Linked DNA regions of Mus musculus: region 1 is linked to region 2. The links are chromatin contacts, called in public HiChIP or PLAC-seq maps. All regions are on one chromosome and are shown on one strand. The core of a region is the stretch at or near the end of the contact, and the rest is flanking DNA. Distances in the headings are between cores, read along the strand shown.

The links. HiChIP or PLAC-seq counts read pairs in DNA pulled down with a chosen protein or histone mark.
Region 1: a contact with region 2 is called in an H3K4me3 HiChIP or PLAC-seq map of bone marrow-derived macrophages, with 2.6 times the contacts expected there. The contact joins the enhancer-like site here to the promoter of Spty2d1 in region 2. A contact is called at or near these places in 5 of 39 promoter capture datasets (the 3T3-L1 cell line, the HPC-7 cell line, cranial neural crest and 2 more), 3 of 15 datasets of contacts at CTCF or cohesin (CD8 T cells, the NIH/3T3 cell line and large pre-B cells), 6 of 484 Hi-C or Micro-C datasets (B cells, Th1 cells, bone marrow-derived macrophages and 2 more), 5 of 115 datasets of contacts at active chromatin or transcription factors (CD8 T cells, the SCID.adh cell line, bone marrow-derived macrophages and 2 more) and 3 of 9 other capture datasets (adipose tissue, liver and pancreatic islet).

Annotation. Positions count from the first base shown.
Region 1 is chr7:47,100,323-47,107,582 of GRCm38.p6, reverse strand. The region is part of intron 2 of Ptpn5 (protein tyrosine phosphatase, non-receptor type 5); the gene reads left to right. It overlaps Gm14377 (a long non-coding RNA gene), which reads right to left. Exons shown (of 4, transcript XR_003946769.1): 1 at 4,319-7,260. Among named protein-coding and RNA genes, the nearest start is that of Gm14377, 8.3 kb to the right of the region's middle. Within about 2 kb of position 3,337, at least 82 of the 459 cell types and tissues checked have an H3K27ac peak or open chromatin away from gene starts, as enhancers often do. A contact at or near this core is called in B cells, CD8 T cells, Th1 cells and 2 more, where this site is marked.
Region 2 is chr7:47,005,867-47,012,848 of GRCm38.p6, reverse strand. Spty2d1 (SPT2 chromatin protein domain containing 1) reads left to right here and starts at 4,435. Exons shown (of 6, transcript NM_175318.4): 1 at 4,435-4,774. The coding sequence starts at 4,715. It overlaps Gm32031 (predicted gene, 32031), which reads right to left and starts at 4,295. Exons shown (of 2, transcript NR_166573.1): 1 at 4,256-4,295; 2 at 3,841-4,125.

The DNA.
Region 1 (7,260 bases), core at 2,088-4,587, 96 kb before region 2:
TTTGTCCTTTGGGTAGGGTCAGAGATGACTTCTTGGGCGGGTAGCTTATGAGCCCTGCTTCCATCTTCAGTCTTGATAACTTGAAGGCAGGTCCCAGCCCAGCACTAGGCATAGTACTCTATATGTAGACTGACTAGTGTTCAGTGGATTATTGTCTGAACCCAGGGAAGCAATCTTGGCCTCAACAAGAAGCAATTGCTTATCCTGGGTGCCATTTTATGGAATAGAGAAGATTGAGACCTGTACTCATGAAGGCTTGCTTATCCTAACTCTGCAGTGACCCCTAGCCCCTTTCTGCTGGTTTTTATTCCTTTACTACATTGATGCTTCTGTTTTCATTTAGAACTTCTAATGCATTTAGAGATGTTTACACTGACTGATAATTTGAGCCTTTGGGCCATTATAAACAAAGCACTGTTAGGATGTGCTAAGACACTAATGAAGTGACATTTTATAATATCATTGCCTTGAGAAGAGGCCTTAGCCAAGTATCCACCAGTCAACAGTGGTGGATCTTAACTATTTCCTGACACCAAGGCAGAAGTGAGAGCAGGAACCCAAGAGGATGAGCCTTGAAGTGCTTTGGGGAGGTAGACAGACCTGGGTTCATGTTTTAGCTCTGTCACTAACTGGCACCATGGCCTTAGGTAGATCATCTGAGTTGACCTCAAATGTCTATTCTCTCAACTACAAATGGTGATAGATATAAGATGTAAGGTTAAGTTAATGAATGACTTAATAGATCGAAAGTGTTTGTTGCACAGTATTCCATAAACGGTAGCTAATAACGATGGTAGTCATTCCATAATATGGAGCATGAACAGAAAAAATAAAAATATTAATCTTTCATTTTTTCTAAGCCTGCTCCAGGGCTCAAACTTCCAGTTCTGACCAGGCCTTCAGCAGCATAGCTTCCATGACTGTCCACCACAGGTCTGAGAGCTCACAGAGCCAATGTAGCCTCAGACAAGAGTACTGTTGTAAATCAAATAGGAAAGGGACCAACAACTGGCAAGAGAACAACCTCTGCCCTGTTAGCTTCACAGAGGTGGACATGGCTATGATGTTGTAGGGAGTTGTCTGGGTGTGCAGAGACACTAAAAAAGAGTCTCAGCGGCTGCTGCCTTCACAAAGGTTGATGCCAAAGCCCACTGAGACAGGTGAGAATTCATTCCATTCCTAAGACACGTGGGGACAGATGCTCTCCTTTTTTATCCAGTCACCATAGCTCTCAATATATTCTTTATAACCTCCTCGTAAAGCGCGCCCTTTCAACCTTGTCCTTTGACTTGGGCTCATTTCTTCTTTACAGATCTCAGCCTATCACTGCCTTATAAACTGTCTCAAAACTTAGTGGCTTCAAACAGAGACCATCTTAACCCGCTCAAAAGCTAAAGGATCAGGCAAGAATCCGCCAGGGGTTCTTCTGTTCCACATTAGCTGAGGTAATCCACTGGGCTGCGCTCACCTGCTGCTGACCAGGGAAATAATGTCCGAGAGAAAACTTTTCGTATGCACCTGGTGCCTCCGTCTCTGCCACTTGGCTTCATTCTCTCTTTAGTTAGCCTGGGTTACCTCACAGCATGGTAGTTGCGAGTACGTGGACTTCTCATATAGCAGCTGACTTCTAAGATAGAACACCCCAAGAGGGTAGAAACTGGTGCTTCATATTTCCTAAGCCTCAGAAACTATAGTATTATTTTGATTTACTGATCAGAGCTAGCCATACTCTCAGCCCAGACGAAAGTAAAGGAAGAAACATGTTTCCTCTTGATGGACCAAGTTCAAGAATCTACACCACCTTCATCTGCCATGGCGTCCTTCATCATCTCCTCTGCTCCTCTTACACTGGTTTCTTTCTTAAATATCAATTCCTTTCTCCCATTTCCTACCCCCATTGTTTTTCCAAGCCTTTCCTTATATCAACACCGCACTTCTGCCTATCTTAAGTCTTTGGCTTTTCTACTTGCTTGTAAAAAGCACGGCTGTGTGCAGACTCCTCTCCAACACTTGTTAGGCCACTGTGTGCTATACCAAAATAAATTAAAGTTGGAAATAGAGCCAATATGTTTTGAAATGGAATATTTTACATCCTTCTATCTGGACAATATTCATCTGTAAGGAGTTGGAAAGCCAGGTTCATAAGTTAAGCCAGGAGCTAATTATGACTCCTTGTCATTCTGCATTAAGATTCAAGGTTTGGAGAAAACCAAAACTAGCCTAGCTGGCTCTATCCACCATAAGGATGCTCACATGCACTTATGCGCAGGGGCACTCTGGCCCATGCATCTGAGCTCCAAACACACCTTCTGCAAAGTAGAAGTGCACAGAGCAGTTTGTTGCTTATAGGAAACAAGAAGAGAGAACACCATACTCAACAGCCAGACTCAGGCCAGGACACACAGAGAAGCTCTGGATGTGGGTAGAAAGGGGGAAACAAATGTCTTCTTGGCTTCATGGACCCCTCACTTGTGAGAGGGATACCTAGTCAAAGAGGAAAGAAAGCAGTCTTTTAAACATAAGCAAACTAAGAGCCATTCTCCTGGTGTAATGGCAGTGCTGAGCACATCTGCCCAAGTGCCTGGCGTCACTCTCATAGCTGGACCAGGACAAGTCCCTGCACCAACCACTCCAGCCCTCAGGTCACTCTCCTGCACTGGAGAGTGGGGAAGTTGGTCTTCCCACAGCAGTTGTGAGGCCACAGTGAGCTGGTACGTGCATGGACCTTGTAAACCAGAGTCTATTCACTTTATCTGCTTTCTATTGTTAGATTCAGACCCGGATATGAATCTGAGCCCTTCCTTTCAAAGCTTGGGATCCTGAACAAATCATTTCACATCTCTAAACATCGGCCCACCCCACTCAGGCTGAGGCTGACTGTGACTGTTAAGACAGATTGGTTTTTGGTTTTGTTTTTTGTGTTTTGTTTTGTTTTGTTTTGTTTTTTGCCAAATTCCAGTTGATTATCACCTTCCTTAAAACAAGCCATTTCTGACCCAGCAAGAGAGATTGTCAGATTAAGGTGCTTGCTACTAAATCTCATGACCTAAATTCAATCCCTGAGAACTACATGGTAGAAAGAAAGACCCACTCCTGCAAGGTGCCCTCCGGCTTCCACACACATGCCATGGCAAACATACATTCAAAAAAAGGCACTTACTTAATTAAAAATATAAATTTTTAAGAGACCATTTCTCCATTACAAACAAGGCCATTTGGGACTGCACTTCTTCTGTCCACCTAACCCAGTTCCTCCCTCTACCAGCCCACACCAATGGTCCTAGAGCCCAGCAGCAAGGCACACTATAGCCACACCCACCATAGCCACACCCACCATAGCCACACCCAGCCAAGAGGATGTGAGTCCAGCATGTTGTCATCTCAGGAAGTCTGTCATCTCAGAAAGGGGTAAGGCTGCCTGTGTTAGGCAAATTTTGTTGCACAAGTTACCAAAAACTTTACAGCTTTAAACATTCATTATCTTACTGTGTTTTTTACTCAGGAGTCCAGGGATGATTTAAAGGGCTTATGGTTCTGGCTTAGCCTTTCAGAACATCTCAATATGTTAGTCATTGTACAGTAATCTCAAAACTTAGCTGAAGCCAAACACCTGCTTTAATCTAAATTCACCCACAGCTGTTAACATGCCTCCTATTCCTGCAGCCTGTTGGTCTCAGTTCCTCTCCAAGCAGACCCTTCCATAGCGACCCAATAAGACACTGGTTCCCCCAGTGTGGGTGACTTCAGAGAGCATGCCATGCAGGAGAGAGCACCCCAGATGGAAGTCACAGTCTCTTCTAACCTAATCATAGAAGTGTTATGCCTTCACTTCTGCTGTGTGCTTTTGGCCACAGAGCCTAACATGGTTATCATGTGGGAGAGACTGCACAGGGTTATGAATACCAGGAGGTGGGATCATTGAGGGCCACCTTGGGGGCTGTCTACTATATTGCTTAAAAGATGAATAATTAAATTTGAAAAGCTTTTAGTAAAGCTTAATGTAACTATCACCCTCCATCCAGCTTCATTTTCAACCCACTAGAATATTTCAGTATGCTTCCTTCTTTGTATCTTTCATTGTTCAATTTGCAAGTTAAATTCTATATAATTGTATATATGGGCTAGTGTGCCATCAGTCTTAAACCATGAATATAAAATGTCCATCTTTTAACACAGTTAAATCCTTATAATTCAAAGAGACAGAGTCTTAGGATATAACAATGAACCATCCCAAAATGCTAATTAAATGGTAGTTGTAGGTTGGAGGGCACCCTTACCCCTGCTTGCATTGTTGACAGACCCCAAACCTGGGACTCACCCAAGTCCATGAATAAGGGCTGGTTAATCCTATGAGACCTCTGTAGAGACAGCTGACCAGAAAAAAAACCAGGGCATCCTGTTTCCTTGTAGAAAACCGACAAAATGACTCAGAGGTCATGTTGGCGAGCCCACTCAGGTAAAGGGAGATTCAAAGGCTCCTTGACAATCATCTATGCTGCAACCAGATCCATGAGCCTTTCCTTCTGGGAGGTGTTGATTCCCAAGCAGGATCTCTCCAGCTCCCCCAGACTTAGGAGACAGAACAAAAGGCCCTGTCTGTCCTGTCTTTCTCTTTAGACACCGGACCAATTTCTAGTTCAGTGGTTTGGTTTCTGGTTTCCTTGGAGGTGGGGAGGGTATTGAGAGCTTCCAGCAAGGCAGGCCATGCTTCTTCAGTGGTCCACATGAGGCCCCTGTCTGGCTTCCTGCACTTGCTTCCTTTGCTCTCTGCTGTGCCCTCTATACATAGCTCATGTGTCTAACATTCATTCTTATTCCTGCCCTTGCTGAAGAACTTCAACATTTCATTCTCTATTTTCAAATTGTGTATATTGAATAGACAATCCGTGTCTTACAATGGTTGGAACTAAAGTTCTTTCTGACTTGAAGGTGAAGGTGAAGCAGAAGAAACAGAACCTCACATTTGGATCCTCTCCCATGCTAGCAACATACAGTGCGCTACTCTTAACAGGGCTCTGGGCAGGAACGATGATCTGAGGCTTCTTTCTGGTCAGTCAGATCAGCAGGGTAAATCACGGACGTTCCGCCTGATTGCTAAGCTTGCTTTTCAGCAGGTCAGGTGGGATAAAAACATGTCTACGTAGGATGGTTTCAACTTGTACTGAGCTTCATGGGCAGTAACTCAGTCCTAAGTCAAGTTGTTCCTGCACTGTGTTGGATCTCGATTTGTTACTCAGTATTATCCATGAGTCTAAGTTCCTTGATATTTTGCTCCTAATAGATGCAAATGCTCTCTTTATGTCCCTGAATACCTGGCCTTTCTTCCCCTCTAATAATGGGCATGCAGCCACATCTCTTACCTCACTCTTCTCATCAATCACACAGGAGAGAAATATGACATTACTCCTCCCTCACTGTGATGGGGTTGTTTATTTGTTTGTTTGTTGTCAACTTGACACAGGCTAGAATCAGTCATCTGAAAAGAGGAAATCTCAATTGAGAGACTGTCTCCATCAGATTGTCTGTAGGCAAATCCGTAGGGCAGTTTGATCAATGATTACTGTGGAAGGACCCAGCCCACTGTGGGTGGTACCACCCCAAGGCAGGTGATCTTAGACTGTATAAGAGAACAGAGTAAGTAAGCCACGGGAGCAAGCCAATAAGCAGCAGCAATACTATCAGTCCTTCAGGATGCCCCCATACAGTACCTGTGAAACCTGCTTTAGCTTCTGCTTCCAGGTTCCTGCCTTGACCTCCATCCATAAGGGACTGTAAACCGTAAGATGAAATAAACCCTCTCCTCCTTGAATTGTTTCTGGTCATAGTGTTTATCACTGCAGTATAAAGCAAACTAGACTATTCAGAGACTACGTACAATTTTCTTTGAGCTTTGCATCTTGGAGCATACCCTCTGGTTTCAGACCAGTTCAACAGACAACCTGAAGGCAGGCATTGTAAATGGAGCCTTAAGAGATGCACAGGAGCCCGGAGGTGCTAGACCATTCCTACTGGCCATGACTAGGACATCTGTCCTTTATCCTAAGAAAAAAATAATAGACAGCCATGGATTTGGATTTCTGAGGTCATTTAGCCAAAACTGCTGAAGAACTCCAAGCTAGGACATGGCCTGCCACTGCTGTGAGTCTTAGGCCACCGACTCTCAGGAGGCCCCCTGTAGAACCTCTTTGCTATCTTACTAATGAGGGAGCAACATGAGAGACTTTTAGGAGCAAACCTCAGAACCAGGAGGTGGTGGTGCACACCTGTAATCCCAACACTAAGGAGATAAAGGTGGGCAAATCCAGAGTTCAAGGTCATCCTCAGCTACATAGTGAGTTCAAGGCCACTTAAGCTATATGGGACCCTGTCTCAAAAATAAAACAGAAAGACTCTTATACCCTGGAGCTTCAGTTCTTCATCAGGGAAATGAGAAGGTCAAATGAGAAAACGCTCATCTTCCGTGGGTCTTCGTGCTTAGGTCTCAGGCCCTTAGGGTTCCTGGGACCCCATCACCCCAGGGTATCCGATGTCTGTTCCCTTGTTTCTCAGCATGGTGGCTGGCACAGGGAATGCACCCATAGAGTCTCACTGAAGCTTTTCACCCTCATAGTTTAGAGCCTCCACTCCAGAGAAGCACGAAGTGCTCGGCCTTTGTGAGCAGCTGCAGAGCTGTCTGTAGTTTCACACGGAACCATTCCATTATATCCTGTCCAAAGCATACTTGAGTTGCATTTTGTTTAGCATTCTAGATTTAATTAACTGGCAGAGACAAAGCCTCCCTGTTTCCCTAAACCCCCGTCCAGGCCCGTTCTACTCACTGACCCCAGCTCTCAGCCAGCAGTCTCACAGCCCCAGCCCACATCCAGGTGGGGTGCTCATTGTCCTCCTGGAGGCTCAGCTGGCCCATGAACAGGAAGTCCTTAACCTCAGCTGGCCTCCCTACCCCACCTCTCGCCCACCTCATCTCTTACTGCTGGCTACCATCTACTGAGCATTCATGATCTGCTAGATACCAGGCTGTGCGTGTGTATGTGTTTACCTCATGGTAGCCTAAAAGTCCTATGAGATAATGTTTGCACAACCATTTTCTAGAGGAGAACTAAGTTCAGACTGTCATGCAGTCACTGTGCTTATCCAGGGTCACACATGTAGTAAACGACCAAGCTAGTGAAGATTTAGAGTCCTCAATCAGTAGGACTCTGAATCTTCAGGCTTCTAGCTACTACCAGAAGCTGCCTGTCCAGAAGACAAACTGGCTTC
Region 2 (6,982 bases), core at 3,186-5,685:
ACTCTCTAACAACGGATCTCAGGGATTGTCCTGGCACACGTACAGATCTAGTTCCTTCTTTGTTGGGGATACAAACTCCCACTCCATTGTTCCCCAACCAGCTGACACTCATGACCTTTTCCATGTTGTTTTCCTTTGTTAATTCCTGACTTACATTCTATGGTGCGTGTGTGTGTGTGTGTGTGTGTGTGTGTGTGTGTGTGTGTGTGTGGTTGGGGGTGGGGTGTAAGTGTAGGTGCACATGTCACGGCAGGCATGGAGGTCAGAGGACAACTCGCAGGAGTCAGGTCTCTCCTTTCACTGTCTGGGTCCTGAGCCTCCGAGTCATTTGTTGGACTTGGAAGCAGGAGCCTTCTCAGCTGACCCAGTCCTCTGCTCTTCTAAAGCATGCTGCCGTGAATACCTAACTGTCCCAGAGACTTTGTATACACACATGTCGGGTTTTGGCAGAACATACATCTAGAAAGATAACTTCAGCATCTAAGTAGTTACTTAAATTTTTTAAATTAAAAGTAGGGGTGGGAGAAATGGTTCAATAGTTACAAGGACTGAAGTTCGGGTCTCAGATTACACATCAGACAGCTCACCACTGCTGAGAATTCCAGCTCCAAGAGACCAGACACCCTCCTATGCTGATGTACACATATCTACCGACATACACAAAATTAAAATACTAAGGTCGGGCTTATAATCCAGGGAGGCAGAGGCAGACAGATCTCTGTGAGTTCAAGGCCAGCCTGGTCTACAGAGCAAGTTCCAGGTCAGCCAAGGCTGTCAAGAAACACTATCTCAAAACAAACAAACAAACAACAACAACAACAATAATAATAATAAACTCTAGAAAACCACATGAAGTCAATGCTGACACAGACAATATTTGGGAAGAACTCAGGCAGTCATTTGACCCAACTGCTTAATATGTAAAGACTATTTAGAAGTGTCTCGTACACAAGCGTATCTGCAGCATTAGACTTCAAGACATTTTACCAAACTGATCTCAAATATTTTCATGATGGTATATTTCCCTCACCTTTATCAGCATTGCTTATTTGGAATTTGAATTGTGTCAATCTAAAGGGAATAAATACTATGTCATCAGGACTTTCATTTATTCCTGCCTCCCTGCTCAGAATCTCACTATTGTAACTCTGGCTGTCCAGGCTGGACTCAAACTCAGAGATTCACCTGTCTCTACATTTCAAGTGCTGGGATTAAAGGCGACTGCAACTATCCAAGCTCTGACTGCTGTTTTAAATGCTGCTTCCTACCTTCCTACTCTGGCTCTCAATACCTTCTCAACCTTCGTCACATTTCTGATCTTTCTTTTTAAAAAAAGATTTATTTTATGTGAGTACACATGTGGTTGCTGGGAATTGGACTCAGGAACTCTGGAAGTGCAAACGCTGCTCTTAACTGCTGAGCCATCTCTCCAGCCCCTGATCTTGAGATGCCAAAGCTTTTAAATTCAGACTTCATTTTAGAGAACCTGACCTAAGTTTGAACTCAGGTAGGCTAATAGGCTGTATATAGCATTAGTTTACAAGTTGCTCCCCAACAAAACCTGAGCCTAGCTCCAGTCTCTAGGCTCACCCCCAAGACCAACAGCTCCAGGTTAGTCCCCAAACAAACTGCACCCCAGCTTACAAGCCCACCCCTTGCCTAACGACCACCAATGCAGAAGGGAGCATTCCCAGCACCAACCAATTATGTTAAAGGCCACGGGAGCTTTCCAATTAGATGCTTGTACATGTATTCCCTGCTTGCTGCTTACTATTAAGCCTTGCCCTGATAGACATTCCGGGCTCCCGAACTACCAAAACTGTCCTGTGTGACAGTGGTGGGGGGCCCAAGCTAGCTCGAACAGAATAAAGACCCTTCTATGAGTTGCATCATATTGGCTTCTTTGTGTGTTTTGGGGGATCACCAACATTTCCCTGGCACAACAATCTTATTTCTTGTTTGTTTGTTTGTTTGTTTGTTTTTTCAGACAGGGTTTCTCTGTATAGCCCTGGCTGTCCTGGAACTCACTTTGTAGACCAGGCTGGCCTCGAACTCAGAAATCCGCCTACCTCTGCCTCCCAAGTGCTGGGATTAAAGGCATGAGTCACCACTGCCCAGCTAACAATCTTATTTCTTATCACCGTAAATATACCTGCTAAGTCCTTGATTCAATCTGTACTCACGTTCCAACTGCAACTCTATTAAATTCTAATTTTGCCAGCTGAAGTATAGGAGACCCAACTAAATCCAATTTCAGAAGCATAAGAAAGGTTTTAACTGCCATTTATTTGCAAACTCTAGCAACGCTCCACTCTGCACTTTCCTTAATCAGTGGTTACTACTTTCTGTGTTATAGTTACTCATGATCAATCTGCTGAATTAATTGTTTCTCCTTGTAAAGGTAGTGTAACGGTTGTCAACTTGACTATATCTGGAATGAACTACAATCCAGAATTGGAGGGCTCACCTGTGATCCAGATCTTGAAGCTGGAAGACACAAGTTTCTGACCTGGATCTTGGCAAGGAAATTTCTGAGTTCAAGGTCAGCCTGGGGCAAAGCAAGTCCCAGATCCAGGCTTGGTGGTACACACACACCTTTAATCTGGGCCACACCTTACGTTGGACCACACCTTATGCAAGGCCACACCTTATGCTGGAGCCTATATAAGGACACTGGAAGAAGGAAGAATCACTTTTTTTTTTGCCTTAACTTACTTGCTAGGAGATCTGTTGGAACTTCCACAGAAGACCAGCCAAGACGACTAGCCTTGTGGGACTAAGTACTAGATTCTTGGACTTCCCATTCATAGTTGGCCATCGTTGGACTACAAACTGTAAATAATCACAATAAATTCCCTCACTATAGAGACATTTCATAAGTTCTGTGACTCTAAAGAACCCTGACTAATACAGATAGGGGTTCTGCCATTCCCTTACTCCTGACTGAATTACCACAAGCAGCGGCAGTAATTTAACATTAGCTACTGTGCATGTTCTCTCTCTCTCTCTCTCTCTCTCTCTCTCTCTGACACACACGCATGCGTGTGCGCGCGCACACACACACACACACACACACACACACGCACACACACATATACGCATGCTCATTACTACTATATAGTTACTGACAGTTTCATGGGTACACATTTACAGCAGCTCAGATGAGCTAATTTAACATGGAAGAGACATGCCCTGTTTAGTAGTGCACAACTAAGTTCTGGTATTCTATGGAGCCCTTACTAATATACAGGCAAAAACACTCACACACAAAAATGTATATACGTATGTATTAAAAAGCATCTATAAGTACAAAAAAAGTATCTATAAAAGGAATATTATGTTGAGTTAGGGGCGGGTTCTTAAGATATCTGAGGCTGAGGAAGAGAAAAATTTCTACACTGCCAGCCAGTGATGGTGCATGCCTTTAATCCTTGCACTTGGGAAGCAGAGGCGGGTGGAACTCTGTGAGTGTGAGGCTAGCCTAGTCAACAGAGTAATTTCAGTACAGCCAGAGCTACACAGACAAACCTTGTCTAGGAAAGGAAAGGAAAGGAAAGGAAAGGAAAGGAAAGGAAAGGAAAGGAAAGGAAAGGAAAGGAAATTTAAAATTCTAGGGGGAAGGCAGGCTTCATCTTGGTCTTTTACTCAGCCTGAAGTGGAGCCATTCCAATACAGGCGCTCACATCATCACAGAATAAGGTCTATTGTATACACTCACCCTTTCAGCTGTACAAAAAATAGTAAATAATGCAGCCACCCCCACAGTCCAGTTTAGGGGTATTTCCATCACACCAAACCGGTCCGTAGCCCATTCCCACCCCCAGACTCAGGTATACCTAGTTATTCACGTCTACTTTATTGAGTCGAAATGACCAAATTCAAGATAACGCAAAAGAAAGTCAGGCTAGACTCCCAATGAATGCACTATATTCTGCAGTGCGTCAGAGTCAAGTTCTGCTTGGCATGTGACGAAGGTCTTCGCTCTTTCCCTAGGTTTTTAAAAGAACATCAGGTGCCTCCAGGAGATAACTGGCGTCCCAGGGACAGGATTCTTGTGCGCATGCGTAGCTTCGGGGCTCCAGCGAAACGAAACCGAGATCCCTTGCTCCAGACCTGTCGCACCAGCTGTTGGAATACCGTCATTTGGAATCTGTACATCCACGCGTGACACCTACAGAGCCCAGCTCTAGAAGGGGGTCGGGTCTCTCTTCTTCTCCACCCCCCCCCCTCCCACCCCACCCTCCCCGGATCTCACACTGAAACCCTCTCTCGCCGCGAAGATCCTCGGGCTGACCGCTCTCCCCGCCCCCTTTAGCCACACCCCTAAACTGCCATTTTGCGTCTGATTGGCTAGTAAAAGCCTCAGTCCCACCCATTTGAGCCAACGCCAACGGCCACGTACCCGTTTTCCGTGTCTTATCTCCGAAAGCGGAAGTTGCGCAAATACTTGCGAGCGCTGCGGAGGCGCTGAGCGTGTGTGTGTGAGTGTGTGTGTGTATGTGTGTATACATACACACACATACTTCGTATTCGGCGGCAGCGCGGGGGCGGTACACGGCATTAGAAGGCGCCGGAAGTGTCGGTGTCGAGGGGCGGCGAGAGAAGGGCCACCAAGGCAAGCCAGTCAGTAGCGCTTAGGCTCAGCGAGAGGCAAGACTCGCATCCACCGCGTCCCGAGTCCCCGGCCCAGCCGGGCTTTTCTCTTCGGCCAGACATGGACTTCAGGGAAATCCTCTTGATCGCTTCCAAAGGACAAGGTGTCAACCACGTACCGGTGAGTCCCCGGGGTTGCTGTAGGAAACCCGGGCGTCAAGTTCGTGTGTGGTGGGTGGAACTTCTCGGGGAGCGTCTGTCGGCCTCGGGAAAGCCTGAACTACGCACGCCCTCTTCTGGAGTTTTAGCGGAGGTGTGGGTACACGGGAGCTGGGGATGGAAAAGGGAGCGCTTTCTTGGGGTCGCTTTCGCCAGCTCCTGTGCCCTGAAAAGTAGGCTTTGCGGCTTTCGGTGTTTTTAAGAGTTGCGCAAAGTCGGGGGGGATAAGCCGCGCCTGACTGAATACTGTGTAGCATTAGTAGCGCCTGGCGTCGAATAAACTTCAGCCCCTAAATTGAGGACCAGTATAGTCAGGAAACTCGGGGACTTTTAAGAACTTTAAGGACTTGTCCTGATAGCCTTTGGGTCTTTTAGCGGGTCGAATACGGATTTCCAGGTGAACGTTTTGTGATTTCTTGAAAGCGTTCTCCGGTTCGTGGCCCCACCCACTGAACCAAAGATGGTATCACCTGCCAAGGAGGTATCTTCTGTTGGAAAGAGTTCAGGGCTTTGCAGGAAATCCATAGCCAACTGTGAGGTGATCATGTGGGCTGCGGGTGTGCTGGTAGACCTTTTATTTGCCGTATGTCCCTTGGATCTATCGGTTCCCTGTGCGAACGGATTGGGCAAAGCCTTTTTCAGCTTTCATTTCCTAGTGGGCTTCCAGATTTTTAGGTTCCGTTTGCTCAGTAAATGTGTGAGTTTGATAGTATTTTCAGAGGTAAATACTGAAGTGGTCCCACATCTGCTTTCTGGGGTTATAGCTGTTTTGCATAAACTACTCATTTCTGGATCACCAGAAGGTACCCACAGAACAGCTGTAAACCGATATATCGCAATGTGATACCCGAGATTTAATCTGTGAAGTGTCCAACTTAAAAGAACCTTCTAGAGTCAATCAGTTGGAATTTGCGATCTCACTTGGATTCTGCATTTCCTAATTTTGTATGTTGCAGTATTTTTTCCTATCTTGTCACTTCCTGTCAAATCCAGCCTATTTTTTAACCCTTGAGTATATCTACCTAAATTAATGAGTAAACGTAGTTATATTTGTATGCATGCACACACACACACACACACACACACATATATGTCCCACCCTGATAATAATCACTCAATAAGATTCTGCTAAGCCACATCTCATCAGCCTTGCAGGTTTTGCTGTGGGCACAAGCCTTTATGCATTTGTACTTTATGCATTTGTAGATTATCTAGTCACATTACTGTTAGATATCATAATCATGTTTGCATAATTTGGTCTGTATTTTATCTTAAATTTTCTTGAATCTCGAGAAAAGTTTAAAAGAAAAACAAAAAAACAAAAACAGATACTAGCTTTAGTGCCCAAGAATTGTCTTGTGGAAGAATCAGAACCCAGATTTAGAAAGCCAATATCTGGTTGGGTGTAATGGCTCATACCTTTAATACCAGCACTCACAGAGGCAGGAGGATCTTGTGAGTCCAAAGCCAGCTTGGTCTACACCAGGACAGTCAGGGCTAAGGAGAGAGACCCTGTCTCAAAAAACTAAAAAAAAAGAAGGGAGAGAGAGAGAGAATGAGAATGAATGAATTAGAGAGAGAGAATGAGAATGAATGAATTAGAGAGAGAATGAGAATGAATGAATTAGAGAGAGAGAGAATGAGAATGAATGAATTACTAAAAGCCAAAGCTTCTGGGAAAAGGGCAGACAGATCATCCTAGAGCAGAAAAATTTTAAATGCGTGATACTTAGAGAGTACGTGTATTGGTTGCTTTGTGATTGTACTCTGTGAAGTGATTTACATTTATAAACCATCCTTCCCTCCCCTAAAAGAGAGAGTAAACTTAGAGGTTTGGCTCAGTGTGCATCCTTAACTTCTTTATCTTTTACACGGAATGAAAGCCATAAAAAAGAAATCAATTGGAATAAAACAAGGTAAATAGTGTTAAATTTAATCCATGATCTTGCTTAATCTGACCCATCTATCCAGCTTAATTTTATCAGCTCAGGATAATTTGAACGCTGATTAAACACAGAGTATTAACAAATTCCCATGTCCCGTGCTTTATATTTAATATACATCAACACAGGTTGTATTACATGTGTGTTGCTTTCATGTTGCTGTTTCCTCGGTGCTCTGCTGTTTATTTCCGGGCCCTATCTCCAGATCCCTCACATGCTTCTGAAAA